2 separate regions of the Hermetia illucens genome follow, and region 1 is linked to region 2. The links are chromatin contacts, called in public Hi-C maps. All regions are on one chromosome and are shown on one strand. Each heading gives the region's core, a stretch centred on a gene start, on an enhancer-like site or on the middle of the called end of the contact. The rest is flanking DNA. Distances are from core to core; before and after follow the strand shown.

The links. Hi-C and Micro-C count contacts between places; a contact is called where the count stands out from the background.
Region 1: a contact with region 2 is called in a Hi-C map of an unstated tissue, with 5 times the contacts expected there. The contact joins the promoter of LOC119646556 here to the promoter of LOC119656414 in region 2. A contact is called at or near these places in 2 of 2 Hi-C or Micro-C datasets (an unstated tissue and whole body).

Annotation. Positions count from the first base shown.
Region 1 is chr1:134,909,661-134,914,725 of iHerIll2.2.curated.20191125, reverse strand. It overlaps LOC119646556 (mannose-P-dolichol utilization defect 1 protein homolog), which reads right to left and starts at 2,222. Exons shown (of 3, transcript XM_038047033.1): 1 at 1,890-2,222. The coding sequence starts at 1,977. LOC119646554 (UHRF1-binding protein 1-like) reads left to right here and starts at 2,585. Exons shown (of 24, transcript XM_038047032.1): 1 at 2,585-3,010. The coding sequence starts at 2,967.
Region 2 is chr1:134,771,006-134,775,425 of iHerIll2.2.curated.20191125, reverse strand. LOC119656414 (RCC1-like G exchanging factor-like protein) reads left to right here and starts at 1,899. Exons shown (of 2, transcript XM_038062799.1): 1 at 1,899-2,089; 2 at 2,146-3,560. The coding sequence starts at 1,996. The coding sequence ends at 3,398. LOC119656378 (nicotinate phosphoribosyltransferase) reads right to left here and starts at 1,615. Exons shown (of 11, transcript XM_038062798.1): 1 at 759-1,615. The coding sequence starts at 855.

The DNA.
Region 1 (5,065 bases), core at 973-3,472, 140 kb before region 2:
AAATTTCGGCTCTTCCCGTACCCCAGCACCATCGACTATTTCCACAACCTCTGAAATTAGCAGCGGCAAATACCTCCCGTATCAACACCTACGGGTATAGGCAAGTGGACGTGACTCTTGGCTTGCGTAGGACATTTTCGCTTCCCCATACTAGGTGCAGACTTCTTGTGTCAGTATGGATTGCTGGTCGACCTGCAAAACAGGTCTCTTATAGATTCCACGTATTTATTTTTAAGTAGGTAGCATCGTGCGAACTCAAATGCTTGGCACTTAGTGTGATATTCGATTGTGAGATTCTGACAACTCGGAAATAATAATTGTTGGCGCGACAAACCAATTTGCACTTCATCCAGGATTGTCGACGAAACACGATATGACTACGATACACTGTAGGAAACAATGTGATCAGTATTGCGCGTTCTCGTGATTATTACTCTGGTTTCAGTTAGGTACTTACAGTTGCGTCCACCGGCATTTGACATCCAGTCGGGATACAAATCCTTTGCCAGTATTCGGATTTAAAACGCGACTTTCGCTTGTAACCGCTCAACTATCCGAACACTTGTAATAAAGTTGTAGAAAACTTGTAGAACGTGTTTCTTTTGCAACGTCCAATGATATGAATTCACGGGAATAGTGTTAAGTTTCGGCGTTTCATTTAACAAGAGGCTCGGAAAGCCTCTCAGAGTGTTTCAATAACCAGTTCAAGTATGAAGGCTCAGTTCCAAGTAACGACACACCCAGCAATATTCTTAATCCGCAATGATCACCCAAGTTTCACTGGCCTAATAGGCTGGAGACTAATTTTGCGGCAACATATTTCAGATAAAGGCTACAATCTTGTGGTACTATCTGTTAATTCAGCATGGCATCAGTCAGCCTGCAAAAATCGAATTGTACGAATGTGTTTTCGCGAGCAGTCCAAAACATAACATATAAAGAAGTTGGTAACGGAATCTCCGAAGATCCTGTGTATTCGGAAAATCTAGAAAATGCGGAACATGAAAGCATGCTTTGAACCTTTTTATCAATAAAGTTATTTTTTAATGCTGTTAAGAATATATCTTCCAACTTTTTAATAGTTTCTTTAGTTCTTCGTGAATATTTAAGGGAATGATCAGGAATATAGAATATGTATGTTATTTATTTTATACGTAAACGATATTTGCAAATGCAATCTTTTTGCAATATGTAAATTTGATGAATTTTCGGACAAATGGATAGTCAGTCTTTTATTAAAAAAACAAGTTCGTCTGTCCGCCCACACGCATTTGTTTCGCAGTGGGCCTTCTTACTGTTGGCTTGTAGCCCAACCGACAATAATCGAACCATTTCCAAGCACTATATTTCCTGCATCGGATCATGTTGATTTCCCCCAAGACTCAAAAACAACCCATTCCCACAATTGGAATTCCAACGAACCCTTGAATGCACATTTGTGTATTTTATTAATTCTTTAGAAACTAAGTGGCCATCGCTTAATAATATACTTTACGGAGCAAATTAGATTTTCCCGTGTAATCACCAGATAAAACCTAACGCGGTGAGTATCGAAACTGCTGCCACAAGAGGGGTTAACTAATAAGTGCACAACTTTTAGGTTCTTGTACCGAATTTGAATCTTTGATTTGATATGTGTAAAGTTATCCGGTTCGAGAACCCGCTGTCCGGTATCTCAGCGCATTTCCTACGTGTGCCAATCAATTAGTTAATCAATGCAAATGGGATTACGCGTTCACCATGCCACAAAGCATAGTGAGGCACTGAGTAGATGTGCGCCAGATCCTTAACGTGGTATCACTAGAAGTGCCAAATGTTTTCTATTTAAATTCGAGTTCTGACGCAACTGCGGTCAATGTGTTTTAATCTAAAATCTCTCAGACAATTACCATCGAAAAAATCATAGTCGACTAGATAGCGTTCCGTGCAGTTCTCTCCGATCACTCGGGACAAAATACCATTCATTAACTCCACCATTTCCAATATCACTATAGAAAGCAACAAAACAGATAAACAGTTAAAGACGAGGTTGTAACTTTTCTACATTCACGCGAGCCAAAAAAAGCCAGCATAGCATGCAAACCGGGAATAATTGCAACTTGACAGCCGGGGACACCTGCCGCTGATATAAGTCAAAATGACATTTAGATTCTATGTTTTTGGATAGATGTCAACTCAGCACTGCCAGAAAAAATGAGCTGATAATCGCGGTGGGCAATTAGTAGTCTCGCGTTCACGAGACTACTAATATTTATGAATTTCACTTGTTTTTGAAAATAAAATCTAATCTAAAATATTTTGTTTTTGGCTTTAGCTACTTCATGGAAGTTCCATTTTCTATGTTGCTCTAGCATTCTCCATGACTCGTACTCGTAGTTCAATGAACTGCATCACAAGTTCGCTGAGTGCCGTTTGGCCGTTTGACCCGTTTGACGTTCACGACACTCGCCAAGTGTGTTTGCGGTTTGCGTCTAACAGCGAGCATTATGTTAGTTTTTGATCGCCTTCGCATTGCGACGAAATGTCAAATCAACTGAGGAACAAAGAGAATATTCCATTAAATAACGTTGCATACAATGTATCCAATTACATAAAGTATTTGCTAAGTAATTACCTCTTCAAAATTGCGTTTTGTCAATTAAACGCTCAGACGGCAAAAAGAACGACATTCGCTGCGCTTGTCATCGTGGGCTTCGCGAGGCTCGCAAACCCCATACGTCACGCAGCTGTAATTTAACAGTGACAAAGTCCAGAGCTAATTGTCAAATCTTCGTGAGTGCACCGTATGGTTCGTTTGGAGTCGTCGTGTTTGTTTCTTGTTGCTTTCTATTGACCTGTCATGGCGTTTGTCATTAGACAGGGTGAAAATGTCAGTTGGTGCAGTCGTGGGTATTGTGTCTGTTTTGGATAAGTGAAACTATTGACGGGAAAAACTTTGAAAACGCGCGGTACAAACAAGTGGAGCGATGGTGTCAATCATTAAGAATCAGCTCTTGAAGCATTTGTCACGGTATGTCATGGGATTGGCGTCATTTTCTGGAAAATATTGTGTGACTCGGGAACATACGATTGATTTTTCCATAAAGTCGGATCTTCGCCCTGCTGAGTGTCAAATTAGGAATAGACCAACTAGAAATTATACAGTTTGTAAGGGTATGACTGCACAACATCTTTGTTTTTCTTGGTTGGCATCGCAGTTGAGAAATTTCTTTGTTCAACGCCATGTCTTGAGAACTTATCGCCTAAATGGCATAACATTCCTCGAATAATACCATTTTATGCATTGGAAATAGCTTTAGGGATTCCCCGTGTACTACGTGCTATGTATGCAACAGATGAAAATTCGCATTTTTATGTAAATTTCTTTTCCTTTGACTGAATTTTCAGGATTTACAGAATAACGCTTTACCCATAGATTGCTTGAGAAAATCAGATAAGGTCAAAAGTAATTAGCGTGTATGAAAATGGGAGCGAAGAAGAAATGCTAAGTTAACTATGAGTGTCGCTTCCATCTAGGTGCCCTCACTGATGTAATTCCTCGATCGTTGGAACAAGAAATGTAAGCGAAAGGGAAGGGCTCATTCCATCCCATCCCGTATTGGTTGCTGCGAGATAAGCTTCAGTTCCGTCAACTTATTTGCTCTGATAAAGAAAGATGCTTCTCTTTATGCATGAGTCATTTCAACAGCAAACGGTTTTTAATCCGCCAATGCACATGACAATAAAGTAAAATGATAACCCACCCAAGTTGTAAAAAAACGTCAAAATCAGAGAATGTTATATTATTGAGTATGGAATGAGTTTATCATCTGCAGCAGGTTCAAAACGGAAACTTCTCTGTGAAGAGAATCAAATGCTTCTGAAATTTCTATTTTTTGATGTATTTCAAAATTTTTTTTTGCACTGAAGCTTTTTGCATATTTTTTCGCATATATGTTTTTGCTGTGAATTTAAATTTTTAAAAAATAAAACAAAATCAAGAAAAATTAAAATCGTACAAATTTTAATCGGTCAAAACTTTATAAGCTTTTTTCTTTAAGTTGGATATTACAGTTTTTAAAAGATGCCTCGTACTAAAATAATTTCAAATGAGATAAAGGAACCTATGATAAGTGCAATCGAGAATGGTAACACTTTATGAGAAATCGGAGTGGTTTTTGGTGTCACAAAATCTGCGCAATGGAGAGGCAGTGGAATTTGCATCGTGATTTGACGTCGGATACCAGTCGACTCAGCTGTGAATGAGTTCCTGAGTCAAATCAGAGCGCAATGCTGACCACATTGCCTCCTGCAGGCTATTCTGAATTACGGTCTTGAATGAAGTGCTCTAACACACTTCAAGGCCCTGATCCAATATGGATTGTTGCGCCAACGATTATTATTATTATTAATGGAGAGTCCATAAAAACGCAGGGAAAGCCGTACGGTGGATCGTTCAAAAGGAGGTGGATGAATAACTAACTTAACGAAATCAATGCGCAGATCCTTGGTTAACGTTGCGCGAGACAATTTGCACAAAAATAGTACACATGTTCGAAAGAAGCTGCTGAATTTTACAATGTTTAAATATCGACACCAGCTGCTCAGCCTCTTTTGCGGTTGTGAAACAGTTGATTTTTACTAATATGGCCTAATTATAATAACTTTTAGTAAAAATGGACTAATGGAGCGAGGACCATCAAAAAAACCTTGTATTTCGAAGAAAAATATGAAAGATAGATACTTGCGGAAACTCATAAAGATTGATCAGTCGCTGATTGGAGTCGTGTTTTGTGGAGCAACGAAAGCGAGCTTAATCTCTTTGGTACTTATGGGATTAGATATGTTCGCCATCCAGGTGGAGTCTGCAACTATCCAAAGTACCCATAAAGAAGCATGGGGTAGACGCGTAATGATCTGGGGCTGATATCACTTTTGCGTGAAATTTTCGGCACTAACATTTATTATAAGGTGCTTTTCTTAAAATGGTGTTGGTCCGTTAACTCAAGTTGAAGGAGTTATGAGATCGTCAATGTATTGTGACGTTTTGGGAAAGCACATGTTATTATATGCTCATAACAAGATG
Region 2 (4,420 bases), core at 650-3,149:
ACCACAACACAAAAATTGTTAATCTTATCAACTTTTAAATGGCGAACTACTTTATTTTCGTGGATAGATCTGATATGGAAGAAAGAAGGTTGTATTCCCATCAGAACACTCAAACGAACGTCCATCGTCCAATATGAAAAGAACTCATTTCCTTATCTTATTCCAGTGAAATAAGCATTTCGCAAGATCCCAGAGAGCAACGCAAGGTCAAAGATTTCGCGAAACGTTCAAGAGCACAGAAGTGTGTCAGATTTAATCTTGGTTAGAGGTTCAGATAAGGCGGATTTTGGTAGCGGGGAGAAAAGTCGCCCAGAGTCTGGGTAAATTGTGTAAGGTAATACGCTTCCCATGTTAACAGTCATTAATGGTAAATGTTCTGAAAGTTGATGAGTGGTCACAAATAGGTGCAGTGCAGTTGGTGCCCGCTAAATGTTGGAGCAAGGCACAAACAATTCGCTCATTCGAGCAATAGTGGCTGCCGCGGTTGTTGCAAGTGGGTGGGAGAGCTTGAATCATTCGCAAAGCAAATATACGGTTTTTGTAGTCATTAAAAATGCGGTCATAATTGGAGCAAAGTTACAGTCATCCCCAGCACACGCACAAAGCGCCAGTCATGTTCCGAGTCGCAGGTGGGTCTTCGCCTGCTGTTGGATGTAGCATCGTCGCGATAGCAAGATGCCCACACGCGACTCTGTTTGCTCGCTGAGCCCCTTCCACCTGTGCACTGGACAGACGTCACGAAAGGCCTAAGGTCATACCTGTGAGTAGAGGCTGTACAACTCCATTCTGGTTAAACCTCGTCCGGCCCACATAGCGCGTAACCTCAGCGCCGCAGCTCAATTCGCGTTCGCACATCTCCGCAACTTCAATAGCACACCAAACTCTTAGAAGTTCACTTTCTATAGAAACCACTAGTTTGTCAGATTCTCTCGGCCGAATTATGCACCGTGGATGGAACTCCCGTCAACACTCACTCGCGGCGATAAGTACCGACCAACTGAAAGCGAAATCGAAACCACTACTGGATCTCTCCGATTCTGACTGTGACCATTTATACGGCACAAAGTTAGCAGTCCAGCTCAGAGCGCTAGCGCTTGACGCCTGGAGTTTTTAATCTTGCACAGGAGTCGCGGGGACCCCGTAAGCAATAGCACGGTGCCACTCACGGAGTAACGACGGTCACAGCAACAGCCTTAGCCATTATCGCGCGGAAGGCGGCAACGGGCGTCCGAAATCACTCATTTCATCCTTTTCCAAGCAGCTATTTGCCAATGGATACGCTCCGACGAGTTGCTTGGCGCGCTTCTTCCTGCCCGCTAGTGTGATTATTCCTCACTTTATTGATCACACACGTGAAGTGAAGGTTGCATGAAGGTCGCTGCAAACGCCGGAATGGGTCGTATCAGGATAACAGCGCGGGATGGGCACCTTCTTTGAAACTGCAGCGCCTTCAATTTCGGATCAGGTGAAACTTTGTAGAGCAACTGTGAGTGGGTTTTTACTTCACTTATTGAAAAGCAGGCATTTACTCTATTTTGTCTGAACCACCGACAATCGCATCCCAACCACTGTCAAATCGAACTTCAATTGGGAATTGGAAGTAGTCGCCACGCCAGTTATGCCAATACTGAAAAACTTGTTGTCGTTCGTCAGCTGACCGCAGTACGATTCTAGTAGCGACAAGATGTCATTGCCAACCTCTGGCAAAATACTTGGATAATCGAAAAAATTCAGAAAAGGGATTTTATTTCAATCAACTACGATGTCCGCGTCAACTCCATTTTGACAGACATTCGTTAGGATAGGCAAGTTATTAGAAACATGGGCTTTTCGAATTTTTAAATAATACCGCGAAATAATTCGTTAGATGTAGTGGAATCGCTCAAGTTTAGTGCATAGTTGACAATCTGGAGAACTCTCATTATCGTGACGCTTTGTTTACATCGCGCGCGGCTCCGACTTGTCAGATGAAGTGCCCCAGTTAAGTTCGAAAGGATGAAACGCTTTCCTTTCAGCACGCAGTGGATACGCAATTACACGTCGAAAGCCAAAAGGAGTGTTTTGCTTCAAGACATCGACTCACTTTCAAGTAACGACCACAAATTGGAAACCTAACCTCAGAAACTAGTCTCTGACTTCTTGCAGCTCACGAATTCCCCATCAAGTCCCGCAACAGATTACGCACTTACGTTTGGGGTTTGTCGCGAACGGGGGCGTTAGGCGTGAATACATCCGTGAAGCAAAGTGAAGACTACTACCGGCATGTGGTCCATCATCCCACTAGGCTGCAGTTTGGGGAGAACACGGACGTGCTGGATATTGCAGCTGGATATGGATTTTCGGCGTTTGCAGTTCGTCGCACGGACGGTGAAACATTGTTTGGGACAGGGATGAACACTGACGGGCAACTGGGACTACAACAACGCCCCTCAGGCTCAACTTGGGATATAGTAATCTACCCGACACCGATCAATTTGCCGCGAAAGGAGGGTGAGACGCCTGATGATCTTGAGATAAAAAGCATGTCCGCCGGACGCGCTCATCTGGTAGTAGTTGCAAAGAACGGGGCAGTATTTACCTTAGGGAACAACTCGTATGGCCAATGTGCCCGTCGAATTGTCGAGGATGAGGCTTACAAATCGAGTGGCATAATTAATCGAATTGACAAACTCGCGGGAGATGATGACGTCGTGGAATCTGTTGAGTGCGGACAAGACCATACGCTCTTCCTGATGCGATCAGGGAACGTTTATTCTTGTGGATGGGGTGCGGATGGACAGACCGGACTGGACAATTTTGACAACACGAGTGAACCTCAACAGGTGGAAGGCGACATTAAAGGCGAGAAGATAGTCAAGGTATCTTCGCGAGCAGACTGCGTGCTGGCCGTGAATGCCGCAGGAGAAGTGTTTGGCTGGGGCAACTCCGAGTATGGACAACTGTCGGAATCTGAGGATGCCCCGACCCAAATCAGTGTCCCCAGGCACCTGAAAATCACTAAAGGGCTAGGTAAAATTATAGATGTCGCTGCGGGCGGTTCAGTGTGCATGGCGTTGAACGACGAAGGGGACGTATTCACCTGGGGCTACGGAATCCTAGGGTTTGGTCCTAACGTTGAGCAATCGAGCCAACCTAGACATATCCCCCCGCCTTTGTTCGGTCGGACCGATTTCCACATGGACAGCAAAGTTGTGTCGATCTGCAGCGGCGTTTTCCACATGGGGGCAGTGAATTCGGAAGGCGATTTGTTCATGTGGGGCAAAAACCGTTTTGGCTGCTTGGGCTTAGGTCATAAAAAGGATCAGTACTTCCCGTTCAAAACGGCTGTTAACGCTAAAATCAAGAAAGTAGCTTGTGGCGTGGACCATTGTCTAGCCTTGTGTAAACCATTCATGTAGAAACAAAATTGACGTGTGATAGGGATTAAAGCCAAATGCATGAGTTGTTCATATCTCATGCGTTCATTTAGCGATAAGTTACGATAGTTGTAATCCAGCGGAACGGGGGTGACCCTCCTGAATAATGACTTCAGTTGCAAATATAATTTGTGAATTCCAAAACTTGTTTATTTATGCCAAATGGAGTGGGTTAAAGTATTCACATTTTTTTTCATTTTCGGAGGATGTTTTACTGTCATCAGCAAAGAAAGTATTTTCAGTAAAGGAGTTGGGCTTCCGAGGCGTGTGCAAAATAATGCTGCGCATAATATGTACGACTTACTGCTAGAGAGGAGAGGTGAAGCCTCTATATACGTCCTGGGACAGTATCCGGCACTTGTGCAAAGTAGGTCGAGGCATATGGGAGAACACTTAATACCAGATGCAGAGTTGAAAGATTTGGAAGTAGTGAATATACTAAAATTCCTAACGGTTATCGGCTTGCTTGAGATACTATGATTAATAGGTACACTATAACTAGTAAAAAGAGCGCAATTGTTCTTTGAGGACGCGGCGCGACTTCCCCTTAATAGAATAATACTGCTAGAGAACAAAAGATGATTAGAAACTAAAACTACCTTAAACCTAGTTGTTCGGTACTTCAAGTACGAAAAATGTCGATTTCATACACATGCATTTTTTTTTGTTGGTGCATGAGGGTTCCTTTCCATCAATTTCAAAGCAGGCTAAAAGCGCCTGCGGAATATACGAGCGGATTTTAATTCCCCGCCATAGCTCCTTAAGGTTGACATTATTTGAAATTCCAATTAAGCGTGAACACGGCTAATCTCACTTTTTTGGCGAGAAAGTCCCTGGGACGGAAGTACATATTTTCATTGACCATAGATGCTGCTGCATTGTACAGGGTAAAAAAAGTATGGATTGGTATCTTGTTAACCCAACACTGACAGCTCTGTTATTAAATCCTATCTCCGAGTCCACTTGGGAATTGCTTTTCATCTTTCCTTTTTAACGAACAACTA